2 separate regions of the Canis lupus genome follow, and region 2 is linked to region 1. The links are chromatin contacts, called in public Hi-C maps. All regions are on one chromosome and are shown on one strand. Each heading gives the region's core, a stretch centred on a gene start, on an enhancer-like site or on the middle of the called end of the contact. The rest is flanking DNA. Distances are from core to core; before and after follow the strand shown. Region 1 overlaps KCNIP2 (potassium voltage-gated channel interacting protein 2). Region 2 has its middle 5.9 kb from the start of HPS6.

Region 1 (5,881 bases), core at 1,247-3,746:
GATGGATTTCATGATATCAAGCATTTCCTGTTAGGCCAAGGGAGAAAAGGATCCCTCTTCAGAGCCTCCAGTCTCCAAATCAAGAGGATTAGAGCCCACGGCAGACCCCACCCATTGCTGGGGAAGCATATGTTGGTCAGGTTTTCCTCCTCAGGGCCCTTTGCACCTCCCCACACACATGAAATCTCTCCAGCTCTTCAGTTGTCCCACACCTCCTTGGTGATGCAGCCATCCTTGTTGAGGTCATACAAGTTGAAGGCCCAGTTTAGTCTGTCATCTATGGTTCCCCGAAGAATCACCGACAAACCAGCCACAAAGTCCTGGGAAGGAGACAGAGAGGAACTGTATTTTCAAATACCCTTTACCCAATCCCCAGTCTGGGTTTGGCCTGTGGATCCTGGCCCTGAAGCCTCAGGAAACAGGCTTCCTTGGCCCACCTCCTCCAGCTCACCTCAAAACTGACAGAGCCATCATGATTGGTGTCAAAGGCATTGAAGAGAAAAGTGGCATATGTGCTGGAGTCTGTAAAGATAAGTATGGAAAAGTTTGGCTTTCAGACAGGAAAGGGCTTGCTATGGCTATGGGGTTCCCCAAACCCCTCTTATCACTTGGCATTCCCAGGCCCCTCCAGAACCCTCTCCCCAACTCAGCCTAGATGGACAGCTGCTTCCTCTCAGGTCTTGTCCCCTCACCTCCTTGAGGAAAGAACTGAGAGTAAATCTGCTTGAAGTTCTCCTCATTGACAATTCCGCTGGGACATTCCTGGGAGGTGGGGGGAGAGTTAGAAACCAGACTGAGGGCAGAAACAAAGCCCCCTTCCACTCACCACCACCTACTCTATGCCAGACTCCCAGAGAAAGCAAATCTTCCTGTCTCCAGGGGGCTAACCACGCAGTTCTTTTAGGGAAGGCAAGACTTCTCAGTGCACAAGTTTAAACACAGAACTCACCAGCAGGGCGGATTTACAGGCTCTGCCTGGCCTCAAATCCGCCAGAGCCTCCCGCTAGAAATCTGGTCTATGGGGAAGAGGGGGGCCCCTCCTCCTCCCTCTCACTCCTTCTCATACCCCTAAAGCATCCAGGCCAACCAACCTTAGAAGTCCAGGATAGGCCCCACCCTTCCTGCCCCACCCCTCAGTTAGGTCTTCCTTTGCACTCACATTCTTGAAGCCCCGGTACAGGACTTGCAGTTCCTTGCGCGTGAACTTGGTTTGCTCCTGCAGCTGCTCCAGACCCTCTGGCCGGTGACACACCGTGGACAGTTCGAACTCATCCTCCACGCTGTCTGCGGCGGGGGAGTGGGGGTGGGGGGGGGTGGGGGGTGGGGGCGGCGGGGAGGGAGGCAGTGGAGGGGGGGACAACCGCGCCTCAGGCCCGGCCTCCACCACCCCTCTTCAAAACCACCCACCCACCCATCCTCCCCATAGCCAACACCAGACACCAGCCTGCCAGTTCCCTGGACCCCGGTCTGAGGACATGAAGGCAAGATGCTGGTCAGCTTCCAGATCTATCAGTTGGCTGCACCTATGGGCAGGCCTAGCCCCAGAACCAGGGGTCCGACTCATCGCTGGTCCCCGGGCCCTTGATCCCTGCTTCAAGGGGAAGGCCCCTAGCTCCATCTTCCTCCCAGAAAGGGAGGAGTAGAAAAACGGGTTAAAGAGGAAGCGTCTGGGGATCTAGGCTCCGCCTACCCTGATCCACTCTGATCTGGCCAGCGGCACACTTGCCCCGCCTAGACCCTTCCCTCCAGCCAAGCTCCTCCTATCCCAGCCATGCTCGAGCCATGCCCCGCCCAGCTCCAGCCAAGCCCATCCAGACCCCACCCCTACCTGACACCAATAAACCTTAGTTAAGGCTTCATCCCTGGCAGCATCTCAGTCCTGCCCCAGTTCCCAACATCCAGTCCCCAGGCAAGTGCCCCCACCCCACGCGCCCGAAGGCCCGACCCCCGCCCCCACCAGGACAGTAAGTCACCTGGGTCCAGCGGGCGGGGTCTGTGGGGGCGGAGGGAGGCTGGGACTGCTAATGCTGAAGGGAGCGAATTGTCACCGAGAAAGTGGAAGACCCGGCCAACTGCAGACACACACCTCGGCCCTCACACTCAACAGCAAATCTCAAAGACCTGCGTGTTACGATGCACACACACACACCCAGCCCCGCGCACAGAGGCACACACAATGAACAAGCATAGACACACACGGAACAGACCCCACGCACACATGCTTGTGGGACTCACGCCTGTCATTTCCCCAATTCTACCCCCATGTGGTACCCAGTGGAATCAAACACAATGACACCCTCAAATAATAACTACAAAATGGGCCTCCATACATTCAGTATAATCCTATGGGCTGGGCAAGGCCCAACCGAGGAAATAGGCCTCAGGAGACAAAGTGAGGCCACTCAAGTGGGGACTGGCTGGGACTAGAAAACCCAAGGATCCTGGCATCTGGATGAAGGCGGGCTCCATCCTCTGCACCTGCATCCATCCAGGCAGGGCAGGGGCCACATGCCCCGGGCAGGGCGGCCACAGTCGCAGCCACCAACCCAGATAAGCCACGCACAGACCTCGTAGCAGTCTGTGTCTCGATCGGCCACATCGGCCATACCCACAGTCTCAGGCCTCGTGCCCTGCCACACCGGCCACACCCAGGCACCCGAGGCTCCCTCAGACACTTGGGCCCCGCCCCCCAAAGCCGGCCCCGCCGGCACCCTCGGCTTCCTCCCAGCACCTACTAACGCCCTCTCCACAGCGCCCACCCCCTCACTGGTCACGCCCACACACACGCAGGCCCACTCCTGTCACACGGGTCACACCCCGACACAAACGGGCCCCGCCCCCGGAAGCACAGGAGAGGCACTTGCTTTCACTGACTGAGGGCAGGGCCTGGGGCCCGCAGCAAGGCAGCAGCTTGAGGAACCGCTGCTTCAGCGCTTTTTTAGTGGGCCCTGGAGGGTGGCCTGGGAAGAGAGAAGACCCCAGGAAGGCACATTAACCCCTACTGTCCCTCCGTTCCCCTCCCCACCATCGCAAATCGACCCTGAGGGGAAGGGGTGTTGGGAGGGGACTGGATGAGAATGGTAAGAGTAGCTGGGGCTGGGTTAGGGAAGCACAGTGGGTTTCACAGGCATAGAAAGTCCACTCGGGCATCTTGTATCATGGGACGCAGCTGGGGACAATGAGGCCACCAAGGGGAGGTAGCAATGGCCTCAGTGCCTGTTGACCCAGTGCCCTTGGCTCCAGTGCTATAGGTGGACCTCTGAGGGGAGGTCTGGGTAGGAACTGCCTAGGTAGGAACACCTCTGTCTCTGTCTCTGTCTCTCTCTCACACACACACACATAGACAAGTGTGTATAGTGACACATAGAATGATAAATCATAGTGATGGATGCCATACAAGGACAGCTTGATACCCAGCAACTCACTCAAACCCAATGATCTAATTAAGCAGGCCCCAATACATGCGCGCGCGTGCACACACACACACACACACACACAAGTACACATTTTCGTGTAGTATCCCTTAATACAAACATATACAAATGTGGCCTAGGAAAAGCATAAGCCATACACATGAGGACCCACATAGGCCATCTTACATTGCAGTGTGATCAAATCATACAAAAACACGTGGGATATTACGACATGGTGTGCTAAGGACACTGCAATACACTGTGACCCTATAATATTATGACACATATCAAGATCACGACACATACCCATATCATATTGTGACTTATGTGTCCACGGCACCCAGATACCTAAGACTGCACATCACCAACAGAATCCATGTTTGTTCTTCCCACCTTTCCTTCCTATAATCCCTCATTCCAAGGCACCTAGAATCTCCCTGCCAGTGGAACAAAGTTCCTCATCAGTTAACTCACTCATTCACGCTAAAAGTGTGTCTCCTCCCATGTCTTTGAAGGTGACATGACAGCAAGCAATAACAGACCTTGGAGATGAGTATTTTGGTGTAATGTAGGGCTACTGACCACGGTTCCCCTCACTTCCCCTTATTTACACCGGTGTCCTACAGCTCTAATTGTATCCCAGGGAGAGGCTATGTGTTGGTGTGCCTGTCTCCTGGCAGCGCCCACCTCCAGACTCTAGGGCCAGAGCCCACAGGGTTCTAGCACACTGACTGAAGTTGGCCTGGGTCCGTTCCTGGAGGGGCCCAACTTCCTTAGGTTGTAGGTTACTAGGGCACCCCAACTCTTACGTAGGCCCCGCCCCCCCATACGAGGCTCCACCCTTGGATCAGGCCCTGCTCCCAGGAGGTAACTGCTTTGAGTCAAGGCTTCCCCCTCCAAAACGTCCTTTCTTCCCCTCCCCCCACAGAGCTATGGAGAGGTAGGAGGGAGACCGTGGGCTGAGTGGGGGATCGATGGCGGCCTGGCCCCCAGCCCAGGGCTCCATTAGCCCCGACTTTGGTTTCCCGAAGCCGGATTGCGCCTGGGGCCTCCGGTGGTGTGTCGAAGCTGGACTGGGAAGGGCGGGGAGTGGGGTGGGGAGTGGGGGTGGGGTGGGAGGGAGGAGGGCTGCACCCCCGCCTCTCCCAACCTCCTGGTCTTCTTCACATGTCCGAGGCCCCCCAGACCCCCCTCCCACCATCCCCTCCCTGCTCCCAAGACTATCTCCTCTAGGCTCTCCTGAAAGGTGGTAAGGGAAAGGGCTGCCTTTAGCCTACAGGACACCTAGGTTTCTTAGATGACCCCTCTTACCACTGAACAGTCTAAAGGGCATGGCAAGTCAGAGCCAAACTGACTTCATCTTTTCAGAACTGGATGAACCCCAGTTGATCTAAGACCAACCCTTGCTCCCCACCCCACTCTGATAATGCAGCAGAGGACAGAAAGTAGGTTGGGGGTTTCCTGCTTTTACTGAACCCTAGAGCAGACAATTCATTGGCTACTTCTCTTGTCTCCAGCTCCCTTCACATCTTTCAGTTCTCCCTGGGGTCTGCCCTAATAGCCCTCCTATCATGGTTCTTGTCTATGTTCCTTTCCTGTTCCTGGGGGAAATCCAGAATAGCTGTGCTATGGAGCTGCACAGTTCTTGGTGTGAAGAGGAGGGAGAGGCCAAATCTCTCTGGGGGAGGCAGAACATGGTCCCCTCTCTACCTCCAATATCACTCTCCCCACTAGATTTTGGGGTGATGTGGAGAATGTCCAGGCCCTGGAAATCCTGAGAGAAACTTGGAGTGGCAAGGGGGCTTGGGAAGCAAGGTCCCTGATCTGTTCTATGCCTTACCCTCCTGCCAGAGCTGGTCTATAAATGTCTCATTCAGTGTTCCTCCTCCTGTTCCTCCTGATCCCACCCCCATTCCAAGCCTTGAGTATGAAGCTGGTATTTCCTCAGGGAACTCTGGGAACAGCCACACACACAATCCAGTACCCAAAGCGGCCCAGCCACACAACCTGTCCCCCTCAAGCACAGTCATATTCACCATCTCACAAAGCCACACACCCTATCCCTCTGACACATTAAATCACATCCCTGGCACATACAAAGTCTCACACAGTCACACACTTTGTTCTTTTTCACACAGATGAACACATGGTCACACCCCCTGCACCTCTCGCACAGAATCCATGCACACTCTACAACTACACATGCAAGGATGGAGGTATGGAGAGTCACTCACACATGTCTTCAGAGCCACTGTGGGGCCCTGGCCCCAAAGGGACTCCCCAGAAGTCTGGTGTTTTCTCAGGAACTCTGGAACCTCTTTCTTCTACTCCAGATAGTCCTGCCTGTCTCCAAACCTCTCCTCAGTCTCAGATGGATCTCCCTCATCTCCATACCCCAGTCCTCCCATGCTGTGCCCCTCAGCACCCCCCCAAAACACCCTGGCCCCTGGCCTCCTCTCTTCACCTTC
Region 2 (5,881 bases), core at 2,077-4,576, 210 kb after region 1:
GATGCCTGGGTTGGCTCAGCAATTAAGCAAGCCTGCCTTTCGCTCATCTCGTGATTCTGGAGTATTGGGATCTAGTCCCGCTTCGGGCTTCCTGCATGGAGCCTGCTTCTTTTTTTTTTTTTTTTTTTCTTTTTTTAAAGATTTTACTTATTCATAAGAGACACAGAGAGAAGCAGAGACAGGCAGAGGGAGAAGCAGGCTCCATGCCCCGGGAGCCCGACGTGGGATTCGATCCCCGGTCTCCAGGATCGCGCCCTGGGCCAAAGGCAGGCACTAAACCGCTGCGCCACCCAGGGATCCCATGCCTGCTTCTCCCTCTGCCTGTATCTCTGCCTCTCTCTGTGTCTCTTTTTGTTTGTTTGTTTTGTTTTGTTTTGTTTTGTTTTGTTTTGTTTATGATAGAGAGAGAGAGAGGCAGAGACACAGGAGGAGGGAGAAGCAGGCTCCATGCCGGGAGCCCAACACAGGACTCCAGGATCACGCCCTGGGCCAAAGGCAGGCGCCAAACCGCCGAGCCACCCAGGAATCCCCTCTTTCTGTGTCTCTTGTGAATAAATAAATAAAAGCCTTTTTAAAAAATATTCATTCATTCATTCAAGACAGAGAGAAGCAGGCTTCTTGCAGGGAGCCTGACATGGGACTCAATACCCAGATCTGGGATCACACCCTGAGCCAAAGGGCCATCCAGGCATCGCTATAAAAATCTTGAAAAAAAAACGGGATCCCTGGGTGGCGCAGCGGTTTGGCGCCTGCCTTTGGCCCAGGGCGCGATCCTGGAGACCCGGGATCAAATCCCACATCGGGCTCCCGGTGCATGGAGCCTGCTTCTCCCTCTGCCTGTGTCTCTGCCTCTCTCTCTCTCTCTGTAACTATCATAAATAAATAAAAATTAAAAAATAAAAAAATAAAAAAATAATCTTGAAAAAAAAGAAAAAAAGAAAAAGAAACTCCTAAATGAGGAAGTTTGGTGAGCACATTAAGGCGCTGAGAGAGTGACACATTCAGAGAGGCCAGCACGCATAATCTGCCTTGCCCTATGTATCTCTTCCATCTGGCTATTCCTGAGTTGTATCCTTTGCAATGAACTTGTTAACGTAATTAAAGTATTTCCCCAAATTCCATGAGCCATTCTACCAAGTTGTCAAATGAATTTACAGCATGGGAATTCCCAATTTCTAGCCAGTTGGTCAGAGAAGTGCAGTGACTTGCAGCTAACATTCGAAGTGGGGTCAGTCTTGTGGGACTGGTACCTTTGCCTGTGGCTTCTGAGCTAACTCCAGATAGTGTCAGAATTGACACCAACTGGTGTCCATAGAGAATTGGTTGTGGGTATTAGAAAACATTCTAGAAATACATACACAGTTGTGTGTTTTTGAACGACCAAGGGTCTCAGAGGGTTGTGGGTAGTGGAGGGAGTAGTTGAATCTGAATTTAAAAGTTTAGAAAGATTACTTGAGGGCACCTGGGTGGCTCAGTGGTTGAGCTTCTGCCTTTGGCTCAGAGTGTGATCCCAGGATTCTAGGATTGAGTCTCACATCAGGCTCCCCACCTGCTTCTCCCTCTGCCTAAGTCTCTGCCTCTCTCTGTCTCTCATGAATAAATAAATAAAATCTTAAGAAAAGGGATCCCTGGGTGGCGCAGCGGTTTGGCGCCTGCCTTTGGCCCAGGGCGCGATTCTGGAGACCCGGGATCGAGTCCCACGTCGGGCTCCCGGTGCATGGAGCCTGCTTCTCCCTCTGCCTGTGTCTCTGCCTCTCTCTCTCTCTCTCTCTCTCTGTGACTATCATAAATAAATAAAAATTAAAAAAAAAAAATCTTAAGAAAAAAGAAAAGACTACTTGACCAAGGTCAGTCAATTTGAGGCACTTCACTGTACATTCCAGTAGGTGCTACCCACTTGAGCTTGAAGGCTCTCCTCATTTCTATTTAATGCTAGCTCTGTTGCCTCTTGAGAAAAGGGAAATCTGCAGAGCTGCACGCTTTCTTTTCCCAAAATTTCTGGAACCAAGTAGGAATTGTGATGGGCTCTGAGTCCATGCCTGTCTCCCCCAGGACTCCTGGAGCAATTAAGGGGAAGAGTTACCACAGACAGGAGAGCTACCTGCAGAGCCCTTTGGTTAGTAACAAGAGGCATTAAAGCACCCACATTGCTGCTGACTCCCTAAGCAGAGAAATAAAAACATCTCCAGCTTGGATGTCCGTTACCTGGATTTAGTTGCAAGGCTACCTCTAAATAGGCCTTCCATGCGCACTTCTATTCAGGTGGCCCCTCAGCCTGGTTCTAGTCTTAGGGTAGGCCTGTGGGTGCTGCTACTCACCATCATCCTGGGCTCCCAGCCATCCTTTGTCCAAGGCTTAGGACCAAGGTAAGGACTGCCATTCAGCTTTGTCCTTACCTGGGACCTATAGCTTAGAGTCTGCTCAGCCTCTTCCTGGGTTTAAAGTGGCTCTTTAAACTCATATGGGATTAGGGACAGTTCCTTAGTCTCTCTGCAAAAGGGGGACAGCCCCTCAGGCTTGTCTAGGGCTGGTGTTATTCCTCAGCTTCATGGGAGTCCTGAGGTAGCTCATCTGCATGCCAAATCCTGAGATGGTTCCTCAGCCTCATTAAAGCCTAGGGATGGTACACAGGCCTCATCCAAGAACTTGCCTGGCTTTTGTCCTAACCTTCCAGCCAGGACTTGGCTGGCCTTTTTCCTAACCAGGTTGTCTACCAACACCAGGAGTCAAGCTACTGGCCCTTAAGCTACTGCTCCTCCCAGAGGCCCAGAACTAGGGCCGGTCGTCATCCCTCAGCCTCCACCTCAGCCTCTTTCTGGTTTGGGAAGGGCTCTTCCTCCTCTTCTAGGTTTTGAGGATGGGCCCATTCTGGCTCCTTAGAGAGAAGCTAGAAATGGACAAAAGCAGGAATCTGCTTCCTGTTCATAATCCTGCTGAATCATGGTTATTTCTTCTCAGCCTAAGACTTTGCTTGGGTCTCTGTCCATACTCAGAGGAGAAGGAATTTTACTCAGTGGGCCCCTGAGGGGCATGAACAGAAGAAGGGGACCAAGGCATTTTTTTGGAGTGATATGGCTTGAAGAAGTTCCTCAGGGCTACCCACTAGGAGGGCCTCCAGGCGGGGAACCACCCAGCCCAACAACTTTTAGGGGAACAAGTAGACTTAGATGGGAACTTTCACTTGCTCTTACAGACTGGGTACTTATTTGCTCTTGCCCTTGCTTATGCCCTGCCCCTAATGTAGGAAGTAAAGTGATCCCATACCATGTGTCAGGACTGAGCAAAGGAAAGAGCAAAGGAAAGAAAGTAAAACCATAGGCTTTATCTGCGTATGTGGCCATGAGGCCCAATCCTCCCTTTTTTCATTTCCCTACTGCCTACCCAATCCCCAGCTCCAGCCTCATACTTCCCCTCCCTCACTAGGGGATCTCCTGTTTGAACGCAGACCACAAGTTCTATACCACCCAACGGTGAACCACAGGACTACAGCGGCCAGAGTCTTCTCCAGCCTGCAAAAGCCAGAGACCACGGCCCCACCCCTCCCTCTCTATGTGACCTGTAGGCAATGGGACCTGGTGGCTAGGGTGGGTCAGTGTTCAAACCACTCTAGCTTTCCTTTCATACACAGGCCTACGGCTAGACCTGGCCCCAGCCACCAGTCATTGAGGCTGTTAACAGTGGATTCCAAGTTGGTGTCCCTGACTCCTCAAATCTAACCTTGCTTATCCAGAGTATTATAACAAACTAATCGAATCAAGCTCAATATTCACCGCAAAGGCCAAACATATCTCTTTCTTCACAAATGGTGTTGCTTCTCTTTCCAGTCCTCTCTCCATTCACTTCCTCCCCCACCCTCTGAAGAATATGTTACACTTTGGGCAGCCTGGGCAGCTCAGCAGTTTAGCGCCACCTTCAGTCCAGGGTGTGGTCCTGGAGACCAGGGATTAAGACCCACGTCAGGCTCCCCGCATGGAACGGAGCCTGCTTCTCCCTCTGCCTGTATCTGTGACTCTCTCTCTCTGTGTCTCTCACGAATAAATAAATAAAATCTTAAAAAAAAAAAGAATGTGTTACACTTTGAACTACTTGTGTTTCCCCGAACTAGCTAGATTTCTCCCTCACTCTGTGCCTTGTGCTTAGGAAGCTTTTCACTCTCTTCTCTGCCTGACCTAAACCCTTTACCATATACTCCAAATGTCACCCCCTCTCCTAAGGCTTCCTAACTCACCCACAATAGATTTAGTTGCACCTGCTCCTGTTCTCCCACCATTCTTGGTAATACTTCCAAAAAAGCATTTCTCAAACTATCTTGTGATTGCCTAGTTATTTGTTTGCCTGCCTGATTAGCACACAAGTTCCTGGAGGGCAGAGACTATAGTTATTTGTACTTTGGTTTTCTTAGCATGTATCACAATACCAGGGACATAGTAGGTTTGGTTATAGATGCAGGAACTGACTGGTCCTTATGGCCTAGGGTACAAAGGGATTAGTTTCTAGGCTTTAGGGATTCTCTGGCCTTCTTCCCTTCTTCCCATAGGCCAGACTCACTGTTTGGTTCATCCAGACCTGGAATTGATGGGAATAGGTCAGCTGAATCTTTTTTTTTTTTTTTTTAATCTATTTATTCATGAGAGACACACAAAGAGAGGCAAAAATATAGACAGGATCCCTTTAGGGATCCCGAAGTGGGACTTGATCCTAGGATCCCGGGATCACGACCTGAGCCAATAGCAAACACTCAACCACTGAGCTACCCAGGTGCCCCAGTCAGCTGGATCTGAAGGAAGAACCAGACTACCTGGGGCCATGGGGCAGGGAGGTGGGAGGAGTTGCTGAGCCAGGGCCATCTTGGGAGTTCGGGTGAAGGTGTAAGGAATGTACATAACTGTACTACCCAGGGGGCCCCCTGATCTCTAAACCAAGAGAGGAAGAGCGGTGGGAAAGCCTGGGTCTATGAGGTTTTCAGGGAGGGACGGGTGGCAGGAACTAGTGGGGGTTATCGGGTAAGGTAAAAAAAAACAAAACTGAGGATTAATCCCAACATTGAATATGGCTATCAGGGAACTTGTCCTTAGGAAGTATTATTCCACTCTGTTCAGATGCACCAGAATTTAGTTGACACTTTCTCTGCATGATCAGGGAAAGAGAGGGAGTCAGAGATGAGAAAGGGGCAGCTCTAGACACCCAGCTCCATAGCAAGCCACCTCAATCTAGAATACCTGGCATCTTTACTGCTCTGGGAAAAAAGGGAAGAAAAATCCTGAGTGGCTCCGTTAGGCCCCTACTCAGTGTCTTCTTAGGCATAGGCTCCCCCTGGTGGTTACTCTTATCATAGCCATCTCCACCCATTACCTTCAAACATACCTGTACTTGCCTTGCCCATTTATCCACTAAGGACTAAGGAAGCCTCTGGAGGTGGTAAATTAAGGAGAAGGAGGTCAGGGTATATTTGAGGGGAGCAAAATCATGGAAGGAGAAAGGACCTTGGACTTGTGTAGGATGGTATTTCCCAGAAGAAAGAGGTCCTGAGCTGCCAGGATGCTTCATCTCTAGGGTTAGAACTCTGCCAGCCTGACCTGGATAATTTGATCCAACTGGGGCAGAAGTTGAAGGCACAGCAGCATTTCCTGGGAAGCCACAGTAAGGTCATATTTTATATGAATGTGAAATATAGGAATAAGATATCAGGCATTATTCAAAATCAGTTAAGTCTCTGGAGGGGATCCCTGGGTGGCTCAGCAGTTTAATGCCTGCCTTCAGCCCAGGGCATGATCCTGGAATCCCGGGATCAAGTCCCACGTCGGGCTCCCTGCGTGGAGCCTGCTTCTCCCTCTGTCTGGGTCTCTGCCTCTCTCCCTGTCTCTCATGAATAAATAAATGA

What was found. Hi-C and Micro-C count contacts between places; a contact is called where the count stands out from the background.
Region 2: a contact with region 1 is called in a Hi-C map of blood, with 4 times the contacts expected there. The contact joins two enhancer-like sites. A contact is called at or near these places in 4 of 9 Hi-C or Micro-C datasets (amygdala and blood).

The regions. Positions count from the first base shown.
Region 1 is chr28:14,597,920-14,603,800 of UU_Cfam_GSD_1.0, forward strand. It overlaps KCNIP2 (potassium voltage-gated channel interacting protein 2), which reads right to left. Exons shown (of 10, transcript NM_001197190.1): 2 at 2,865-2,960; 3 at 1,974-2,027; 4 at 1,160-1,284; 5 at 693-762; 6 at 452-522; 7 at 213-320; 8 at 1-27. The region is part of intron 2 of LOC111092927 (a long non-coding RNA gene); the gene reads left to right. Among named protein-coding and RNA genes, the nearest start is that of OGA, 9.2 kb to the left of the region's middle. Within about 2 kb of position 2,497, at least 7 of the 20 cell types and tissues checked have an H3K27ac peak or open chromatin away from gene starts, as enhancers often do. A contact at or near this core is called in blood, where this site is marked.
Region 2 is chr28:14,805,910-14,811,790 of UU_Cfam_GSD_1.0, forward strand. No RefSeq gene overlaps it. Among named protein-coding and RNA genes, the nearest start is that of HPS6, 5.9 kb to the left of the region's middle. Within about 2 kb of position 3,327, at least 1 of the 20 cell types and tissues checked has an H3K27ac peak or open chromatin away from gene starts, as enhancers often do. A contact at or near this core is called in blood, where this site is marked.